2 separate regions of the Mus musculus genome follow, and region 2 is linked to region 1. The links are chromatin contacts, called in public ChIA-PET maps. All regions are on one chromosome and are shown on one strand. Each heading gives the region's core, a stretch centred on a gene start, on an enhancer-like site or on the middle of the called end of the contact. The rest is flanking DNA. Distances are from core to core; before and after follow the strand shown.

Region 1 (4,847 bases), core at 1,240-3,739:
GGAAAGGTGGCTCAGTGGATAAGATCTGTTCCTTCAAAATTCTCCCAAACTTCAGATGAGGTGACTCACAACTGTGACACAAACACCTGCACTCACGTGCACATATGCGTGTGCACACACACTGACTGCTATTCCAGAGCTCCTAGAAGAACAGAGGTTGCAGAAGGACTAGAAAACTGCGACCTAAATTCAATCCTTTTGCTCACTACCTTTTTAAAAAAAGACTAACTCAGGCTAGAGAGATGACTCAGCAGCTAAGAGCACTGACTGCTCTTCCAAAGGTCCTGAGTTCAATTCCCATCAACCACATGGTGGCTCACAACCATCTGTGATGGGATCTGATGCCCTCTTCCTGTGTGTCTGAAGACAGCTACAGTGCACTCATAAAAATAAATCTCAGCCAGGCAGTGGTGGCACACGCCTTTAATCCCAGCACTTGGGAGGCAGAGGCAGGCAAATTTCTGAGTTCGAGGCCAGCCTGGTCTACAGAGTGAGTTCCAGGACAGCCGGGGCTACACAGAGAAACCCCGTTTCAAAAAACAAAACAAAACAAAACCAACCCCCCCCCCCCCGCAAAAAAAAAAAAAAACCAAAAAAACAAAAGAAGAAGTTCTGTCCTCCTATAGAGTGGATCCCAAGAGACTAGCCCTCACTGGCAGACTTGGCAAGGTTGCTGAAACAGGGTTTCCTTATCTAGCTAACCTGGAACACTAAATAGAACAGTCTAATCAAAAACTTACAACGCTCCTCTTGCCTCTGCCTGCAGTGCTGGGGTTACAGCATGTATGACTCTGCCAATCATAGTTTTGTCTGATTTTGAGACGGGTCTCTTTATGTAGCCCTGGATGTCCTAGAATGTGCTATGTTGACCACCTGCCTCTGCCAGCATGAATATTATTCTGTGTACATCTCTGTGGGTATATGCACGAGTGTAGGTGTACACAGAGACCAAAGATATCATCCCTGCCTGCAGCTGGGGCTAAAGAATGTTGTGAGCCACCCACTGGAAACTAGGCTCTTCTGTAAGAGCAGCAGCACTCTACACCACTGAGCCCTCTCTCCTGTCCCTTCCCCTCCATGTTTGAAAAGCATTGCTCTTGGTCAATAGCTCACAACCATTTTTGGCTTTCTGTGGTAACCCCATTTAGCCCAAGCTAATCTCCATTTCATAACGTGGCAGAGAATAACCAGCAACTACTACTGATAGAAACTTCCTGATAGCTACTACTGAGAAAACGCTTGTTTTCTGACCCCAAGTGCCAGGGGCGGGATATGGGAGCATTATCTAGAGGCCTTAGGAGGGGGGTGCTACTGCCACCTAGTGGGCAGAGCCCCAAGGCAAGGCTGCTGTCAAACACCTTTTCTTTTTCTGAGAAAGTCTCCCCCCTGGCTGTCCTGGAGCTCACTTTGTAGACCAGACTGGCCTTGAACAAGACATTGGCTCTCTTTGGCCTCTCAAGTGCTGAGGCTGTACGGGAACGGCATGGAGCCTTCTGGGTTGTAAAATTGAAGTCTAGAATAAGTTTCTGCAAGGCCAGTCTTAGGTGAATTAGGTGATACAGTGGAAGACGGGCTTGTTAAAATACATCATGAGACATTATAACTGTCTTTTTTTTTTTTTTTTTTTTTTTTTTGGTTTTTCGAGACAGGGTTTCTACACGAACAGCCAAGGCAAAGAACTGATAAAACGACAGGCACTGTGAGAACCAACGGGCAGTCTGTGCTTAAGCCTACGCCAATCGCCCGGATCCCGGATCACCTTCAGGATTTGCGGCTATAAAGGGACACCCCAAACCTCCAAACTTTCCCGCAGGAAGCTAATAAAGTGCACCATTGGACAAAAGGTGACAAGTTGGAGGAGCTGAAAGCCCGCAGGCATTTACTGGGTGGCCTTTTAAGAAAACCGAGCCACGACCTACAAACTGGCTTCCCTTCCGTCAAACGAAGAGTAAATAAAATATTCTATCTGCACGGACGGACAGGCAGCCAAGATCCTAAAACTCCCCCAAGGGCTGGGCCAGGGGAGTGGACAACCCCGCAATAACGGATGCCTGGAGGACGGACGGACAGACGGACAGTAAAGGCGCAGCGCCTACCTTGGTCCTGATGCGCAGGTGAGGGTAGGCAACGAACGGGGGTCTCTCGTGCTCTTCGTGCCGCGACTTGAGGAACACGTTGAGCATGCTCACTCCCACCCCGGGCAGCGCCACGAAGTAGGTGAGGGCCTTCCACATCCGAGCTGCGGCGGGGGCCACAACGTCAGCCTCGGCCGCTCCCTCCCGCCAAGGTCACCGCCCCGGGCTCCGGCCCCGCCACGCCGCCGCACGCCACCCGCCGAGACCCCACGCCCATCCGAGAGCCCCCGGGTACCTGAACCCTCCTCGCCGTGGGCGCCACTCGACATGGGCCGCCTCAACCCGGGGAGGGCCCGGCCCAGCGGCCGAGAGACCCGAGACGCTGACAGCACCGCCGACGCCATCATGGAACTACACCGGCGCGCCGGAAGCGGAAATGGGGACGGGCGAAGGGGGCGGGACAAAGACGCCGAACGACGTTCCTATTGGGCAACGCCTTCTCAGACCTGGCTAGGAACTCCAGCGCCTGCGCACTTTATCCGTCCCTGGGGCGGCTGGAGCGAGAGCGCGCATGCGCCCCGTTCCTGTGCCCCATCTCCCTGCTTGTCAGCGCCTAGGTGAGGATGTCCGCGGAACTGAACTTTTGCGAGCTTTTCTGGTTTTAATCGCTCCCTTCTTTGGAGTCCCTGGACAGGATCTGAAGTGCGGAGAACAAGTCACGTTAGCGGAGGCGCCATTCTCTTTCCTCGCTCGCTGCCTTCTAATTCCGCGATTTCCCAGGCCCTCGACAGCCCTGTCCTTGTCGTTATCATTGTCCCTATCGCTCTTAAAGACCGTTGTTATTCTCTTCCGTTGTGCCCTACATAGACTGTAAAGTCCGCAGTGCTTAGATTTTTGCCAGCGCTGCATCCCGAGAGTTACCCGAAATCTTTCATGGCAAGTAGCAGGTGCTTTATGCAATTTAATGAATGAATGTATGAAACCGTGTATTAATGAGTCAAGGAACAGACCCAGGAACCAGTAAGGACCCTGCAATTGCCAGCAAATCTGGACTTTGTTTAGCTCCATATCCTCAGCGTTTGTTCAATGTTCCTGCTCCCGCTTTGAATACTACACACATCTGTTAAATTTTGTCTGTAGAACTTTACAAATATCTCCTTTTTCCCTTTTTATTTATTTATTTGTTTATTTATTTATTTATTTATTTTGGTCTAAAAGCCTCGCATCTTTAATGCTAGTATCTGCGAGGAAGACGCAGATGGAACTGACCCCAGGCCAGCCTCCTCTACAGAGTTCTAGGCTATCCAGAGGCTGCATAGTGAGACCCTGTCTCCATAAAAACAAAAACAACAAAACACGCTGTACTGGTTAGTTTTGTGTCAACTTGACACAGCTGGAGTTATCACAGAGAAAGGACCTTCAGTTGAGGAAATGCCTCCATGAGATCCATCTGTAAGGCATCTCAATTAGTGATCAAGGGGGAAAGGCCCCTTGTGGGTGGGACCATCTCTGGGCTGGTAGTCTTGGGTTCTATAAGAGAGCAGGCTGAGCAAGCCAGAGGAGGCAAGCCAGTAAAGAACATCCCTCCATGGCCTCTGCATCAGCTCCTGCTTTCTGACCTGCTTGAGTTCCAGTCCTGACTTCCTTTGGTGATGAACAGCAGGGTGGAAGTGTAAGCTGAATAAACCCTTTCCTCCCCAACTTGCTTCTTGGTCATCATGTTTGTGCAGGAATAGAAACCCTGACTAAGACACACGCCAAGTGAGGTGGCTCATAAGAGTGAGATGGGGTAGGAAGATTGCTGTGAGTTAGAGACTAGCCTGGGCTGTAGAATGAGACCCTGTCTCCGCTCACACACCCCTAAGTTTAAAATGTTTGTGTATATGGTACTGTTTTGAGAGACGGAGGTAGGGAATCTCTAGTTAGAGGCCAGCCTGGACCACGTCTATAGTCTGAGATTAGCCTTGCCTATATTGTAAGAGCCTATCTCAAAATAACAAAAGGAGGAAGAGGCAGCAGCAGACTCATGCATTTTAAAACATCCTTAACTGCTTGATGGATTCAAGACCAGACTGAACTATGTGAGCAATTAAAAAAAAAAAGCCGGGTGTGGTGGCGCACACCTTTAGTCCCAGCACTTGGAAGGCAGAGGCAGGCAAATTTCTGATTTCGAGGCCAGCCTGGTCTACAGAGTGAGTTCCAGGAGAGCCAGGGCTATACAAAGAAACCCTGTCTCAAAAAAAAAAAAAAAAAAAAAAGGTATATTGTTGCTGGATGGTGGTGGTACACACCTTTAATCCCAGCACTCGGGAGGCAGAGGCAGGTGAATTGGAGACCAGCCTGATCTACAAAGTGAGTTCCAGGACAGCCAGGGCTACACAGAAAAACCCTGTCTCAAAAAAAAAAAAAATCACACATGCACACAGCAAAAAGATGTATCATTTAACTATGTACTGGATTGTGTGTGTTTGTGTGTGTGTGTTCTCAGAGGCAGAAGATACCAGATCCCCTAGAGCTGGTGTTACAAAGGAATGTAAGTTGCCACACTTGGGTGCTGGGTACCAAACTGGATCTCTGCAAGAGCAGCAAGGTCCCTTCACCCCTGGCCATCGCTCCAGTTGCAAGTATTTAATAGTTTAGAATAGTTTCAGTTCTAGCACCTTTTAGGAATATAGTGATATCTTTGAACTAGTTTTTTTTATTATTTATTTATTATTATATATGAGTACACTGTAGCTGTCTTCAGACACACCAGAAGAGGGCATCAGATCT
Region 2 (4,847 bases), core at 1,407-3,906, 380 kb after region 1:
ACACACACACATACACGCACACACATATATATGTATATATACACATACACACACATATATATGTATATATATATATATACACATACACACATATACACACACACATATATGTACATACATATACATACATCTATCTATATTTATGTATATATACGTATATATATGAAGCAGGGTAAATATATGTAAGCTTTTGTTTTTAAGTTTTGATAGAGTACACATGACATATAATCTACAACCTTGACCACTTTTGCCATGTCCAGATCAGCAGTGTTAGGTATGACACTGGGCAACAACGCCCCCTCGCCGCCCGACCCCCACCCCCGAGTTTTAAAAGTTTAACACTGGCATTTAACACAAGCAGACCGGCACAAGAGTGTAGGTCTTCAATGATAGTATCTTCAGTGATAGTTTAAGCAGGTTAAGCTATTTTAGGCTTACCCATGGAGTCAATTACAAAATGTCAGAGGTCGTTATTTATCCCTTTACAGGAGAACCTTTTTGTTGCTGTGGAATTTTGAAATCCTGCCCTTACTGAGAACGCCACATGGAAACCAGGATCTGTGTAACTGTGCACCATGAAATCTGTCATTCATCAGACTGATAGGATGCTCTTTTCAAGCTCACAGTTTCTTCACTCAAGTCCCTCTCTGAAGGAATTTCCAATCTCCAGCGCACATCTCCGGGGTAGTCACTACTTTACAGTGTCATGTAACCGAATTGATTTGGAAAGAAAGGGACACCCTTGTATTTCCAGACCTCTACTTCAAGTGGAGACTAAACAAGTCAATTCATTAAGGTAGCTCTGTTGTACTCTGGCTGTCCGGGCCCAGGTTTCACAGACAACTTTTCAAGCCATGTATCAGGAGTCCATCGACCGGCAGGCCTCGATAACGGGCCCGGCTGAAACACAGGCCGCTCACTGGTTTCCTTTCTTCTGATTTAACTTTCGATAGGTGACTAGACTCTAGACGCACATCAATCCCACGGCAGAAGTGTTTGTCCACTCACATTCTGACCAAACAGAAGCAGTGGAGGAGAACCTGACAGAGGGCTAGTTTCGGGCCTGGTCACATCTGTACTATGATGTTCTCGTAATGAGAACGAGGAGAACTAGTCCAAGAAAAATGGGTAACAGTGCTGAACGCAGAGGGCCAGAAAAGCCTGGCTGTTTCCACAGCTCGAGCCTGCTCTCCTTTTTATTTTGAAAACCTACCACTTTGGAATGGCTATCTTTTTCTAGGTACCCTCAGTTACCATTCAAGACTCTTTCTGCTTAAGAGCAAAATCCCAATAAACACAGTTGTAGACGATGTTGTTGCATGGAATTAACAGAAATATTACTCATTTGAAAACGTACTTAGGATTATTTATTAACTGGGGTGTGTGTGTAGGCCGGAGGACACGTTGCTAGTGACATCCCACATGGGTTCTGAGGAACCAATTGGGGCAAGTGACCTTACCCACTGAACCATTTTGCCAGGAAACGACCCTCCCACAGGGGTGGGTGAGGGGAAATGTTTTTAGTAGTGGTTAAAAGTAACATACATGCTAAGACCCAGGACACAGGAAAGTACTACTGAGACACACATAGCTACTGAAGCCCAAACTAATCACATGATGAGCCCTGCCTTCTCTGATTTCTGCAATGGAACCACATCCCCTAATCCCTAAGCATTTGAAAGCTATATAAAGCTCCTTTCGAGGCACTTGTTCCCCACAACTCTCTGCCAGAAAGTTAAGACAAGGGCATCCAGAGGCCTTAATGCCCGGACTGGAAAGCTCTGGGCTAACACCCTGATTAGAGATTAACTGCTTCTCCGAACACCTGAAGCATATTTTAAATGCTTCTCGATGTTCTCATTTCTGTGTGCAGATATCGCCTTGGTGCTGTATAAATTAGTCATACTGTAAGCTCTATTTTAGACTCTGTGTACAATACATATATAGAACGGCCCACAACGGTGAGAGACGTGCACGGACTCACATCCGAGCTGGGTGGGAAAGGCAGGTGGGCTCAACGAACGCGCTGATGCTGGTGAAAACTATCCCTCCTGCCTCCCCGTTCTCGATGATCTTCTTCGAGGTAGACTAGGCACGGAAACGGGGAGGACAGGCAGGCACCCCAGCTCCCCACCCATGCCGCCGGAAGGTCCTCACCTCTAGCTTGTCCGTCAGCTCCTTGTGCATCTGCTCGTACTGCCGGCTCATGTCCTGGTTCCTCTCGAGCAGCGCCTTGCCTAGTCGGGCCGCCAACACCAGATCCTTCTCCTTCTGGCGGATCACCGACAGCAGCTCGGGATCCTGGGTAGGCGGCGGCGGCAGCGGCGGCCCGTGCCCCTCAACCGGAGACTCCGGCTCCGCCTGAGGATGCTCGCCGGGCTCGGACGACCGCTCCCCGGCCGCCAGCAACGCCAGCTCCTCCTCTAAGGCCAGTTCCAGTTCCCCGGGACCTCCGGGGAAGGAGACGAGGGCGGCAGCAGTGGCGGGACTCCGGACTGCGTCCCCGGCCCCAGCGGGCAGCTCCATGCAGCAGGCGCTGTCCGGCTCGGCGGGTGCTGAAGCTCGGCCGGCCAAGCCCAGGCAGAAGGCGGACATGGCCCGCGCGCGCCGAGCCCGCAGCGGTGCGGCCCGGCCGGCGCGCGCCAGGCTGCAAGGCGGGGGGTGGGGATGGGGATGGCGGGGGAGGGGCCCCGCCGCGCCGCCCCGCGCTTCGCCTCGCCTTGCGCCGCGGCACGCGCCCCCCGGGTCCCCGCGAGCCCTGGGCGCGGCGCGCGCGGGCGGGCAGGCGGGCGGCCCCTCCCCCGCGCCGGCGACACGCGCCCCCGCCCCCGGGGGGCTCAGCTGCTGGCGCGCGCCCGGGACGCGGACGACGGGGGTGGGCAAGAGCGGCAGAAGGGGAGATTGAAGAGGGGTGGCGGGGTGCGGAGCGGGAGGAGAAGCCGCGCTAAGGATCGCCGCCGCGGCCGGGGTTCAGCCGCCCTGTTGCTGCCGCTGCTGCTTCTGCTGCCGCCGTCGCCGCCGCCGCCGGCCGGCCGGCGCCTCACGGGGAGGGCTGCGCTCCGCTGTCGCTGCGTCGCTCGTTGCTGCTGCTGCCGTCGGCCGCTCCTTGCAGCCGCGCTCCATGTCCCCCGGCTCGGCGGCAGCAGCGGCGGCGACGGCGGCTGCTGCTGCTGCAGGGGCCGAGGCGGCGGCTCGACATCGTTGGCCGCACAGCCCCGGAGCAGTCCTTCCTTCTTGCCTGCCCGGCCCCGCAGCTCACCCGGCCGAGGAACCCGCCCGGCTCGCCCGCCGGGCTCGCTCCTCCGCCCGCCCGCCCCGCGCTTCCGGCCGCGCCCCTCTTCCCCGCCCCGGGGGCCGGCGCCTGACGCGCGCGGGCACCTGTTCGCCGCCGCGCCCGCGCGGGATTCGCCGACGCTCCGCTCGCCTCGGCCGCGCCCAGGTGGCGCCCGCCTAACCCGGACGTGGCCTCACGCGACGCGGGGACGGATGCGCGCGCCGCCCGTGGGGAAGCTCAGCGCGTCCTGAAAGGCCGGAGCCTCTCCCTCCCGTGTGTGTGTGTGGGGGGGGGGGGTGGGGACGGCCACGCCCCCGGCCTGGAGCCACGCCCTCAGCCTCGTTCCCAGCTCTAGGTGTGGCCACGCCCCCTGCGCGCTCACCTAAGGGTGCGGCTCTACGTCCACCACTTCTCCGACTCCTCCTCAGCTTGGCGCTCGGCCACGCCCCCTGCCTCGTTTTCGCCGGGGCCACGCCCCCCGCGCTCGCACCTCTGGGTGTGGCCTCCTCCTCCTCCAGACTCCCACGCTCTCACCCCTGATGGCGCTCTGCAGCGGCACGCGTCCTCTTCCTCGCCTCCGCGGCCCCAGCCCGCAGCCTCTCTTCGGTTTGGGGAGCTGGCGGGAGCCCCATTTGGATTGGGTCTTGTGGTGGGGTATCCTAGCTGGTCTGTGGTCCGAGGGGGCTGCGGACAATTATGTGAGTCAGGGAGCCAGGCGGAGAGCCATTTGCAGTGCGGGATTTCTATCTGAACCCCTGCAAGAGCTAAGCAGTCGGGAGAGGGAGCCCTCGAGAAAAGGAGGCGGAGGAATGACTTGGAGAACCCAGCATCTTCATACTGATGACTCAGGGATATGAGAGAAAAGGGTTTGTGGAGAAATAACGGGAGAAAACAAAAATCCTGCTTCTAGATGGGGGATACAAAGCACAGACATTCCCCAGTAATAACTACCTGAGCCATGTCCAGCTTTTTCTTTGTTAGTTTTATATGCGTTATCTTAATCTCACAAGGGTTTTATAAGGTGTTGTCCTTCTTGCTGTTTATACATGGGAAGAAACTCAGACTCTAGACTTGGGTTCTGCCAGGCTGACTCTGGGATTCCCATTAAATTATTATTCTTTCTTAACATGTGACCCCCATCTGGGGGAAGATAAGCAGTGATTTACAAAGACGATGGGTCGACTCAGTACACTTTCCTGCGATGAGGAAAGAATGACGCTACAGGGTGACTGCGGGTCTCTTCTTTCTTTGATCGAGGTGGTATTTCGGGAGCCAGAACTGGTCTTTATTGTTTGCTTTTCCTGTTTAGCCACAACCTCTTTTTTTTAAAGTGAGGTCATACTTTACCTCTTTTTATCCTGGTGAAATGGAAATTTTAGGACACCCAGAAGTTGAGACGTTTCTCTTTGAGTTTTTGTTTGTTTTTTTTTATTAAATTCAGAGCCTAAACAATTACCTTGTATGACAATCCACTCCAGGACCCAAGGCAAGAATCCAAAAGTTCTCCAGCCTCGGGGCTGGCTTGGGGGGAAAGACAGGTGAAGTGTTATCACGTCAGATCTTAGAGCTAAAA

Evidence for each region. ChIA-PET counts read pairs in DNA pulled down with a chosen protein or histone mark.
Region 2: an RNA polymerase II ChIA-PET map of effector CD8 T cells shows a contact between it and region 1, with 10 read pairs. The contact joins the promoter of Bicdl1 here to the promoter of Cox6a1 in region 1. A contact is called at or near these places in 1 of 484 Hi-C or Micro-C datasets (embryonic stem cells) and 1 of 115 datasets of contacts at active chromatin or transcription factors (effector CD8 T cells).

Annotation. Positions count from the first base shown.
Region 1 is chr5:115,346,469-115,351,315 of GRCm38.p6, forward strand. Cox6a1 (cytochrome c oxidase subunit 6A1) reads right to left here and starts at 2,490. Exons shown (of 3, transcript NM_007748.5): 1 at 2,371-2,490; 2 at 2,097-2,239. The coding sequence starts at 2,479.
Region 2 is chr5:115,728,965-115,733,811 of GRCm38.p6, forward strand. Bicdl1 (BICD family like cargo adaptor 1) reads right to left here and starts at 2,657. Exons shown (of 9, transcript NM_001080808.2): 1 at 2,158-2,657. The coding sequence starts at 2,595.